2 separate regions of the Zea mays genome follow, and region 1 is linked to region 2. Evidence: chromatin contacts called from public Hi-C data. All regions are on one chromosome and are shown on one strand. Each heading gives the region's core, a stretch centred on a gene start, on an enhancer-like site or on the middle of the called end of the contact. The rest is flanking DNA. Distances are from core to core; before and after follow the strand shown.

What was found. A called contact is a pair of places that touch in the nucleus more often than the background predicts.
Region 1: a contact with region 2 is called in a Hi-C map of leaf mesophyll, with 2.4 times the contacts expected there. The contact joins the promoter of LOC100272371 here to the promoter of LOC100384276 in region 2. A contact is called at or near these places in 15 of 25 Hi-C or Micro-C datasets (bundle sheath, ear, leaf and 4 more).

Annotation. Positions count from the first base shown.
Region 1 is chr6:177,001,222-177,007,270 of Zm-B73-REFERENCE-NAM-5.0, reverse strand. LOC100272371 reads right to left here and starts at 4,491. Exons shown (of 15, transcript NM_001146852.2): 1 at 4,339-4,491; 2 at 4,036-4,079; 3 at 3,796-3,905; 4 at 3,393-3,430; 5 at 3,236-3,313; 6 at 3,098-3,151; 7 at 2,919-3,020; 8 at 2,687-2,772; 9 at 2,491-2,594; 10 at 2,320-2,388; 11 at 2,109-2,224; 12 at 1,953-1,987; 13 at 1,619-1,761; 14 at 1,348-1,473; 1 more. The coding sequence starts at 4,387. The coding sequence ends at 1,171. It overlaps LOC100284657, which reads left to right. Exons shown (of 1, transcript NM_001157552.2): 1 at 1-227. The coding sequence ends at 76.
Region 2 is chr6:176,867,131-176,873,085 of Zm-B73-REFERENCE-NAM-5.0, reverse strand. It overlaps LOC100384276 (Protein SUPPRESSOR OF PHYA-105 1), which reads left to right and starts at 2,699. Exons shown (of 9, transcript XM_020539120.2): 1 at 2,699-2,906; 2 at 2,990-3,113; 3 at 3,219-4,871; 4 at 5,780-5,937. The coding sequence starts at 3,234. LOC103630756 (a long non-coding RNA gene) reads right to left here and starts at 2,226. Exons shown (of 3, transcript XR_002262927.2): 1 at 1,519-2,226; 2 at 37-677.

The sequences.
Region 1 (6,049 bases), core at 3,242-5,741, 130 kb before region 2:
AGGATTCGCTGGCGTCGACCTGCAGGGGTTCGGGGGACAGGCTGCTGCCATCCTCGGCGCCGGCGGCCCCTCGTGAGGTGGTGGAATGGAATGCATGTGCGCGCAGTTCGCTTGAGTTGTTGCATTCGCATGGAGGACGCGTCGTGCCTATGTTAGGTTTGGTGATAACATCGCAAATTTGCAAACAGTGTTTAAATTAAATTTGATGTGTGCTTCCTGCTTCTCTCCTATCCTACTGCTGCTCGTGATCGTGATGCATTCATTGTTCGTTCTCACCTGGCTTCGGAGCATCATTCTCGCTCATTGACACTGACGTTATCTGACAAACAACTCCATAGTAGTGCTGACTGCTAGTCCTAACAAAAAGTAGTTCTGGAATCTAGATGGACGAAGTCTCTAATTCCAACAGGTAGGTAGCTCTCCAATCGTCACCCTCTCAGCTATTGTTTTTCAAAATCCATCAATTACTTCTGTGTTCGTGTCAGATGTTTGATTGTCACCTACGAGCATTAAATAATCTAATTACAAACCTAATTGTACAGATAAAAGCTACTCATTATGTACTTAGCAAATGTTTACTATAGCATTTATTAAAACTAATTAATATATAATTAGCAAATGTTTACTATAGCATCACATGGATGAATCATGGATTAATTAGGATTAATAAGGTAGTATTGTGTCTCCATTATGTACTTAGTTTTATAATTAGATTGTATCTAATACTTTTTAACTAGTACCAAACATCCGATTTAGCGGCGCAGTCTGCAGGAACATGTCAGAAAAGGTGTCACAAACCAATTCCAACGTTTAGAACGATGAAAGCCGGTAACGTGTATTTTGAAATTGACAAAAATCCAATGGCTAGCACGAAATCGGGCACAGATGAAGAGACAACCAGAAATCATTCTAATGGGCGACCTTTTATTTCAAACGTATCAGATAATCAGGTAAATGAGTTCCCATAATCGCGGAAATCTACGGCAATCTCCAATTGGTAATGGTAACGGTAATGATAATGATTTGGCATACTGCTGCAGCCTGCAGATGTTCGCCTAGCTCAGGCCTTCTTCATTCATCAGGGTGGTGGCACAGGGAAAGAAAATGGCGACATAATAAAAACGGTTCGAAAGCGTCGCGCAGGAAAGCACCACAACTTCGGCAAGGATTTCAAAGGTTCGAGTTGGCTGCCAGCCTTGATCTGAGCTCATCAGCAACAGCGTCAATGAACTCCTCCGTGTTCAGGTAATGGCTCCTCGTGATACTGCAGCAGACATCAGTCAATACAAAATCACGAGGTGTATGCCACTTGAATGGGGCAGCAAGACAAATACTGCGGCCACGTACTTTGAAGATCCGTGAACGAGAAGGGCAAGGTCCTTGGTCATCTTCCCAGACTCGACGGCTCCAACGCAGGCAGCCTCAAGCTTCTGGGTGAAGTCAAGTAGTCTAGCATTGTCATCAAGCTTTGCCCTAACCCACACACACAAGAAAGGGGAATGTATGTTGATTACTGTGAAAACTGGAAGCTGCAAAATTTGTAGGTCTGGATAACGAATAAATCCGAACCGATGCATCTCACGTAAGTACTAGAACTGTACGTAATGGTCATACAAACCTGTGTGCAAGTCCTCTTGTCCACGCAAAGATTGAGGCAATACTGTTCGTACTAGTTTCACCTCCTTTCTGGTGAACACGGTAATGACGGGTAACAGTACCATGGGCAGCTTCAGCTTCGATCGTCTTTCCATCAGGGCACACCTGGGACAAGGTTACATGAACGAGTTCAGCATCAACCTCTAATCTAAACACTTGCAAAGTCTAAAACTATCCAAGTAAAATACACTCGTTTTCTTCTTGTCTGACCAAATTAGTAACAATATGCCTGATAACTGAGGAGAAATTTATCAATTATATCATGACAAATACTAAAAGCAAATTTAGTGACCTACCAGTACCGAAGTCATCAAACCCAATGAGCCAAAACCTGCAGTTAAAGAAAGACTCATATAATCAAATACATCACTTTTTTAACTAAGAGCAAGAAAGTAGCAAGTGTTACTCAGAACTTGAGAGTCCAGACTGTAAAAACTGAGGCAAATTGTAACCTTGAGCTAAGAAATCGCTCTGCACATCTCCATCATAATTCTTGCAAGCCCAGACATACCCTCCTTCACTCTTAAGTGCGTATGCTACCATGTCATCGATAAGGCGGTGCTCATACCTACAGGCATCAAAGACCAAATGACAAGAAAGACCTTGGGAGTCACACCTTATTAAAGAAAAAGATGAGATATGAAACGGGATTTGAAACTATACCATATGCCGGCAGCTTCAAATTTGGTTTTCCAACCAGCTTCATACACCTCCTGGAAAATGTCCTTGAACCTGCAAACAAATCAAGTACACAGGTAAACATGCTGCGCCAGAGAAAAGGCACCGTCAGTAAGACCTGAAAAATAATGAGAAACAGTTTAGCAAAACCCTTACCTGCCATCATATTTCTTCAAAATAGTGTTTTTGGTGCTAAGATACAATGGCCATTTCTTTTCATAAGCAGTGGCCATAGAAGCGTCAGCAAAGGCATGGATGGACTGCATAATTACACAAATACTGAGATGATAAATCACAAGAGGAGCACATTATATATGTCAAGTAATGGAATAGTAGCAAGCACCAACTGCACCTCGTCAGTGTTGTACATTGATAAGGCAACTCCTCCTGCACCAGTGAAGTTGAACACCTCCAGCTCAACTTGCTCTTCTTTTCCCTCTATCAGTAACAACAAAGGACAAAGGGGAAGATGTCAATTATTTACAGGATTCTCTCAGCAGAATTTTAGAAAATGAATCATAGGACGTTTAATAAGACAAGCATTTCATTGATTCTCAAATGCTGAGTGATTCATACATACATACCAAAAACTAATTTAAGCTTCCCTGGCCCCTTGATAACTGCATCAGTTGCCCGGTACTGATCACCGAATGCATGCCTCCCGATGCAAATGGGTTTTGTCCACCCTGAATTCACAAACAGTTCAGTTTACAAGGCAATTACATAAATGAGTACTCCTATGATTATGGTCTTCCTTCCATACCTGGAACAAGCCGTGGGATGTTTTTGCAGATGATTGGTTCTCTGAACACAGTGCCTACACGCAGCGAGCACATGAATAAAACTGTCAGTCCTGAGGACCCAAGAAATGTTACACTTAAAGGCTGCAGCAGCATCTTACCATTCAGAATATTCCTAATTGTGCCATTTGGGCTCTTCCACATAGCCTTCAAGCCAAACTCATTTACCCTTGCTTCATCTGCCATGGATTTTGATGCGATGTCAGTAAATCTAGAATCTCTTAAAACTTTGTCAGCAGAACAGTAACCCAAATGTACCTGGTGTAATGGTGGCACACTTGATAGCCACATTGTACCTACAAATAATGGAGAAGCATAAGCAATAGAAAAGATAGGTGCACGATGCAGCAAAATATTCAAAAGCCCGCAATACCAGACTACTGAAGCAACAACAGATAAGCAACAGGCTGAGTAGCAAAAAGGCCCTTAAACACGCCACTTTCTCAAGGAAGACTTTTCCAGTGATTAAATGACTTATGGAAAAAAAAAGGTTAAATCGACTATGCATATTCCACCACAAACACTTGTTAGACAACGCAACTAAACACAAACTTGAGCATCTGGATTTGATATAAATAACACTGAGCCACAACACTCTTTTCTGTGCTTTGCTTTTCATTTCCACCTTCTTAAGGAAGTGACAGTAACGTGCAATTCTTACTTGAGTGTGGCCTCCGCAGCCTCCACTGTGACTTTGTCGTCGGTAGCATCACGGTGTGGAAGCCCGAGGTCAAAATATTTGATGTCGAGGTCTACGAAAGGGAATATAAGCTGCACGAAATTCAATCGACAATTTAACATCCCAGCAACCCATGGGGAAAAGATGGTCCTCTCAAGGAACAAGAGCACAGGAAGCAACATCTAAGGGCGACGGAGATAGAGTCAGCCACGTTCCTATTACCTTGTCCTTGATAGATTTCCAGAACACCCTGGTCATCTCATCGCCTGCAAGCGAAATTCAGCAACAAACGTAAGCAGACCAGCTGGATTAATCGCTGAGTGAACAAAATCCCGGACACTAGCGAGACTAGCGTATCTGATCCAAGGTCCTCGTCTACTAGATCCACGGGATCTCCTGTGACGCTTCGACTAAAGCCACGGCTGGAGTTAGAGCGACCGGAAGAGAGGACGCGGCACAAGGCAAACGACGGAACGCAGCAGATCTGTTGTGTGGCGAACAGGACAGGACAGGTATCCCGCTTACCGTCCATCTCGACGACGGGGTTGGAGACCTTGATCTTGTTGAAGGCCATGACCAACCTGGTTCGCCTGAAGGACCGGGATAGGGCGGCGGCGGCGGCGGCGGCGGCCGAGACAGCCGGCGGCTGGACGGGGTTGGTGGGTTTCTGAGGAGGAGAAGATGACAGGAGGAACAGGGGGGCATCATCAGTTGAGGAGTGGGACGGTTTTAAACGAGGCGCGGGAGTGGGACCCACTGCCCAACGTAGAGATATTTTTTTGTCAAATCAAAAATTCAAAATAGGTTGCCTGTCCTGTAATGGGTTTCGTGGTTTTTTCCTCGACTCAGCTACTGTTGTACAATCAAATTTCTCGTTTAATTAAATTACTAAAAGTTATAAATACATTTTATTATTTACTCTATTAGAGTATCAAAGTTTGATTTGTTTTATATTAAAGGATATAAAAAATAGTACAATCTGTCCACTGTAGTAAATGATGAAGAGCGTCCATAAAATTTTCAACAAAAAATCATGATTGCACGAAACACTTAATTGCACAACATTTTTTCGTCTTTGCTCAATCATTGTACTTTATATTTAGCTTTTATAATTAGCATCACAACATCCTATATGATTCGGAGAAATTATCTGTGGCACACTAACAAATAGTTAATTTAGCTCTTGGACACCATAAATGGTATTATTTCTCAGGAACACAATGACAGATATTGATTATTATTAGCGGCGGCACACTCCATCGATAAAAATATCATTTTAGAAAATAATCTTATAGATAAAGTCTTGCTGGAAATGGAAAATTTAGTCGCTGCGATGTGCACTAGATGTGCACTAGATAATGAACAACATTTCTCTGTGTTCCTGATAAATAGTACAGTTTTATGTGTCAAAAATCTAAAGCCACTTTTTATCGGTATGCCATAAATAATTTTCCCGCATAGTTTACACTAAACTTTAGATTTTCTATGTTGTCTTCGGTGGATCATATAAAATAGGGAATGTGACACTTTAGATGATATTGTCTGTAGAGTGAGATTTAAAATAGAGAATGTGATAGAGACAACCTAACCAACATTTAGGGCCCCTTTGGTAGGGTTGCTACGGCTTTGTAAGTACTTTTGTATGAGGCGGCAGAGATACATTCTAGCCGCCCATACGCAAATTCTACGACAAGACATACATTACCCTAATACCTAAGGGTTTGTTTGGGTCTTTAGTATTCACCTCATTCTATATATATTGAGCTGGATTAAAGTGCAAATTAAACAATGTGAATTGAGCTGAATACTAAAATACACAAATAAGGCCTAAGGTGCACCATTGCATGCACAATAAGATTATGACACACAGCTGAACTCGATATATTTTATAAAATATTTTGGTGTTATGATTTTAAAATAAGGTGGATAATAGAGAGTTTTCCATTTTGATAAAGAAGAAAAGAGGTTGGCAGGGATCGCTTTCTCCCACCTGCCGTCTGTTCACCAACTTCCGTTGTTCGCGACAAAAGGGAACGGGAGCCGGCGGCAGGGTTTTCAATCTCGTTTGAGCACAGATCCTCGCTACACTCGTAAACGGAAAAATCATTGAAAACCGCCGAAATCCGGTAAAATCCGAACTGTTCGGATTCTCAAATTCAAATCTACCGGTTTCCGGAAACCTCACTCGAAAACCGCTGACGATGAATCGGGTTTCGCTGTAAAACCACGAGAAAAG
Region 2 (5,955 bases), core at 1,450-3,949:
AAGTACAGAACAATATTACATTTGACCTCGGCGTACCTTGCCTTACCACCGAGTCTTTTTTCCTATCACACTTGCTCTTCATCTCTTGAAAAGTATCCGGAGAAAGATAAGAAATCTTGATTAATTATTTTCACAGGTCGTGAGCAATGAGCCCCATTCTTTGGAGAATAAAGAACCAGAACTGCCTGCTGAAAACACAGATTACTAAGATATGATTAATTGTCTCATCTTCCTGTTCACAAAGGGGACAACAGCTCGGTCGAGGGAGATTTCTCTTAGCCAATCGATCCAATGTCCAACATCGATTGTGGATCACAAGGCAGATGAAGAAAGTGCACCTAGGAGGAGCCCAAATCTTCTAGACACGATCAAAAGCCTCCTACTGCAAGGATCCTTAGAAGATGGCTGCATAAGCCGAGGTTGCTAAATATTTTCTGGAACTGGACAACCTCTAAAAGTGTCTATCCGGCAATGCCGGGCTGCAGGTTAACCCCTTCGAAAGCTTCCAAAGAAGTGTGATTTCCATGAACACCTCCCAAGATAAAACACCCCGAAGGTCTTGAATCCATCTTGAATCTGTCAAGGCTTCCAGAATTGTTCTTTTGTTTATTATACACTTCGAGACCATCAAGAAAAGGTTTGGAGCCAAATCCTCCATCTGTTGCCCAGCCAGCCACCTGTCACTCCAGAATACACATATTTGAAAAGTAAAGCTTATCTCTACAGCAAGCCATTTAGCATTAAAAACTGAAAACCTGCAATAATGAAAGTTTTTGGCTTTTTGCCCACTATCGTAGTTAATTTTTATTTGAAAAATTCTTTATTGCATTGGATATTTGTGATGTTTGTTTGGTTCTTGTTTACCTTTTTTGTTTAGACGACAACAACTTATATGGAAATCAGGAGAGTCATCTAACAATTTTTATTATTATTGTGGACAATTCTTTTAGTGAATCATTCCAAGAGCCAACTCAAGAAGTTTTACTATGTTCAATTGAAGAAGAGATATGCAAGCCTTTATTTCCATATCTGTAATACTCGTTAAATATTTTTATTTCTGTTTTGCTTCAACTGTTCCTTGGACTGAAGAGGAGCATCGAACATTTCTTGCTGGTCTTGAAAAGCTAGGTAAGGGAGATTGGAGGGGTATAGCAAAAAAATTTGTTACCACCAGAACACCAACTCAAGTTGTAAGTCATGCTCAGAAATATTTTCTTAGACAAACTAATCAAAAGAAGAAGCGCATATCTAGTCTTTTTGACATGATGCCCAGAGAGCTGGTACTTTCTGTCAAACTTTGTAGTATTGCACTAACATCACAAAAAATGTCAATATTTGCAGTATTGCACTGACATCACAAAAAATATGTTGAAAATTCAGAAATAGTTTATAATCTGCAATTCAGAGGGACATTATAAATGATGCACAACAGATAAGCCGCTTTGCTAAATCCCAGACATTTTGTAGGCACTCAAAAAAGCAAAATACACCAAATCGAAGTACAGAAAATAGTATTACATTTGACCTTGATAAAGATTGCCTTGCCACCGAGTTTTTTTCCTATCACGCTTGCTCTTCACCTCTTCAAAAGTATCTGGAGAAAGAGAAGAAATCTTCATCAATTATTTTCACAAGTCAAGAGTCTGTTTCAACCTAACTTCACTTCCTTGTGGTGTGCTGCCGACTGCAACGAACAAGAGCGGGTGGACTACCAATAATCATTACACGAACATTTTCCTCCCTGGAAATGATGGAACCTTGTTGTCCCTGACAATAACTATTCATCTGTAAATAGCAGAAAACATCTTTGTGAAATTGTGGTAGGTCTGTCGCGGCATGGCTGGCGGGCGTGCGGGCGGGGTTTGCGGCGGGCTCGCGGCGGGCATGCGGGTTGTGCGGGCGGTCGTGCGGGCGTTGCGGGAGGGAATTCGCGGCGGGTCGCGGCGGGCGTATCGTGGCTTGCAGGGTTCGCAGAGGCGGGCATTCGTGGCGGCGGGCAGGGTTCGCGGAAGGTCGCGACGGGCGTATCGCGGTTGGTGGCGGGCTGTTCACGGCGTTTGCCGAGCGGTCGCGGCGGGCGGGCGTTCGCGCCTTGCGGTTGGCGGCGGACGGGGTTCGCGGCGGGCGATTGGCGGCGGGCGGGGGTCGCGGCGGGATCGGGCGGGCGGTTGTTTGGCGGGGGCAGTCTACAGTACCGTCTTAATAGTTAGTAGAGAAATGTGGCATGACGAAGGTGTTGCTAATGATTTCATTTATGATTGAGTATATAGTATAAAACACAAAGACATGTATTTTTAGGGTAAGTGTGTGTTGATGTGAGTTTGGAGCGAAGGTTCAAATCTCAATTTGTACATAACTTTAGATCAACTTTGGAACGCAAAAATTTCATAGGAATCTGTTTATTTTCATAGGAAAATCATAGGAAACAGGGAAAAATCCTGCGTTTCAAAGGTGATCTTAGTTTTTTTACCAATTAAATGATATAGTAAAGAATAAAGATACATTGAACATAGAAAATAATGTATTAAGAGAAAAATGTTTTGGAAAGCGATAACAACACCTATTTTGTAAATAAATTCTGAATTAATATACAATGGTAGAATTTTTTTTTCAATCAGGTAGCTATCACTGTAAAAATTACGAGGAGAGACGTATCGTAGTTTAGTTAAATATCTCTCCAGCACACCAGCACCGCCACGCTCCCTCGCAAGTCGCAACTCGCAACGGGGAGGGGGGAAACAGCAGTCAGCAGGCGGAGCAGAGGGTCGGACGGCGAGAGAGAGAGAGAGAAGGAAACCTAGGCAGCTTTCCGTTTCGGGAAATTCCCGGGCGCCCCGTCCGCGCTGCCCCGCTGCTCCCGCCGCCGGTGGCCAAGCCCCCGCAGGGCCCTGCGCGGCTCGCTCCCGGTAACGTGTGGCCCTCTTTCGCCGCGGCGAATGTCGCTATTTGGATCGTGCGAATCCTCCTGACCCGTGGCCCGGAACCGCAGCCAATCGCACGCGGGATCGTCGCTCTCGGGAGGGGGTCGGGGGCTCGTGGCGGCGCTGCGCTGTGCGCGAGGATGCGCCGCGCGGGCGGCTCGCTGCTGGTCTGTTGCGCGCGCCCGCCGCGAGGTATGGCTCCCCGCCGCTGAATCGGTCCTGGGGCGGTTTTTGCCTTTGCGCGACTTGGCCCGTGCGCCGTGACCTTATTGCGCGGGCGACGCGCGGTTTTCGCAGGGTAGGTTTGGTGCCATGGAAGGGACGGCGGCGGAGGTGGGCGGCGCTGGCGCTGACGCGGCCGGGGATGTGCAGATTAAGGGTGCCAAGGAGAATGCGCAGCCCACGGCGGCGCAGCAGCAGCAGCCGTCCGGCAGCGAGGCGCTGGAGATGCCGGCCACGCCACTCCAGCGGGACATAGACTGGTCCGAGCATTTCTCCTTCTTCACCTCGCTGGGTGGGTTCGGGGGCAGCTCGGACGGCGCGAGGGGCCTCACCAGCGTCGGCCTGTCCAATTCCGAGTCCAGGCCAGACAGTGTGGCACAGCGTGGCTTGGACCACGACACTGAAGAGAGGGTGGAGGAGCTCACATTGAAGAATTGCATCAATACTGGTATCCAGCCTGAGGTTTCTGCTGGTGGGAGCACAAGCAGCAGGGATAGGCCTACCCGTATTAAGGGCCTGTGGGGTAATTTTACACGGATCGCCCGGAGAACTAGCGATTTGGCCAGCAGGGAAAACACCGCACTGAGTTCTGGCGACATTGCAAACTTGAGGGCTGGTGATGCTTCTAGCATGGAAAAGCTGGCGACGAGCCTTGCCAGCAATATCATCTCAAGGAACAACAATGCGTCTGGCAATGAGGCACCTATGAGTCATGTTGGATATGTCAATAATGAGTTCATGATGTGCAGCCAGCAGATTCTCTTGTCTCCATGGTCTAATCAGGATAATGCTCTTAAAGTAAGCAGCTTCTCAAATAGGATTCTTAACCGGATGAGAAGTAAGACTGTGGCACCCTCATCTAGGGTTCTACGATCACCACTTCAAATCAAATCAAAAGGTAAAGGGGTTGTGTGCCAAGGTGCACGGGAGGAGATCCAAGTGCAAGCTAATGCAAGACCCAGAGACCCTTTGGACAAGATTCCGACTATTCCTAGCTCAATTCATGATTGTATGGCCAGAGTGGACCATATGCTTTTCAGTACTGGTGGAAATGTTACAAAATCCCACTCTGAGGGATCTAGCCTGAGGGAACTGATTAAGCCTGGGTGGCAAACAATGACTAAGTTTGAGAAAATGCATTTGTTTAAGCAGATCATTGATCTTGTGGATAAGTGTCATGCACAGGGTTTTACTTTGCAGCATTTGCGACCATCATATTTTATGGTCCTTTCTTCAAATCAAGTTAAATATATCGGCTCTTATACCACACAAGATTTGCCAACATCAATCAAACAAGAGGTTGCTAGAGAAGATCTTGTGAATAGAAAAAGAACTTTTGGACAGAGAATTGATCACCAAGAGTCTAATGACCATGGAAATTTGACGCTGAAGTATCAAAAGGTTGATGAGCAAGGCTCAGTCGCTATCAGGCAACCAGCAAATACATTTTGGACCGACAAAATATGTGACAATCAAAATGAAGATGTCAATCGAGGTGTTTTGAGGCAAGAAAATTTTAGCCACACTGCCAGAGAAGGTTTTAAGTTGGTCGAACCATATGGCAGTAATATATCTTGTGCTCAGCATGTATCTAGTTCTGCCACCCAACAACCAGCATTTGAATTGAGGAATCTTGAGGAAAGCTGGTACAAAAGCCCAGAGGAGCTCAGTCAATTTAAAGGCACATTCCCATCAAACATCTACAGCCTTGGGGTTCTTCTATTTGAGGTATATCCAATACTTCAGTGTCATTTTCTGCAGCAGTATCCATATTGGATTTTGTAGAAGTGATGTGACATTGTGCAACCACAATTTATAATTTTGCGGGTGGTATATTACTATCATTTACTAGCAAATTCAAGTTGTTTACCTAAAACTTAGTATGAGCTGTTGGACTTCTGACATGCATACCATGGTATTTCCCAATCTCACCACATATTAAGCACAAAAGGATAGCATATCAGGAAAATTTAAAATGACACAGATAATCACATTAATTGTGAGATAGTTGTGACCCTTTCACATGGTGGTCACTGTTGCCAATCAAACAATACAATAGGCCTTTCTGCTTTTATTGTGCATCAGCTCTTGGAATGCTGAAAGTACTTTGCTATGCAGCATATTTGCATCACACATGCGCCTTATCATGAATCTGGTGGTTGTAGTTTCCAATTGCTATCGAGGCCCAAGACCATGGGATTATGATAGTCTATGCTTGCCTTAGTTACACGTGAATGCTGACTAATACCCTTGTTCTTACTATATGCAATTCTTATGCAGTCTCCTATTACTATAGGATAATGATAATCCACTTGTACTAGTGTACTACTATCACCATGCATGCACAGATTTAATTGCTTAGGCTACGACCAGCAGATCGTGCGTATGGCCGTGCAAAAACTGTTTTGCACTGAGCACTGTAGACTCATCTGTTTACAGAGTGGAGTTTGAAATAGGAGATGTGGATGAGTAAGTTGCTGGAGATAGCCTTACTAACTGAAACCACACTTACAGTTGGACTTCTCTACTTTTCTGTGTGATTCTGTCAATTATGTCCTCTTTTTTCTCACTGAAGTGTAAGATTCTATCTTAAGTCTGGCAGGCAAGGTATTTAATTTACCTAATATTTTTGTCAGCTCTTTTGCTGTTCTGAGACATGGGAGGTGCACTGTGCTGCAATGTCAAATCTTCGTCAACGCATCCTGCCTCCAAATTTTCTTTCAGAAAGTCCCAAGGAGGCTGGCTTCTGCCTTTGGTTGCTGCATCCAGATCCTTGTTCAAGACCAAAAGCAAAGTCAGTTTATTCATCTCT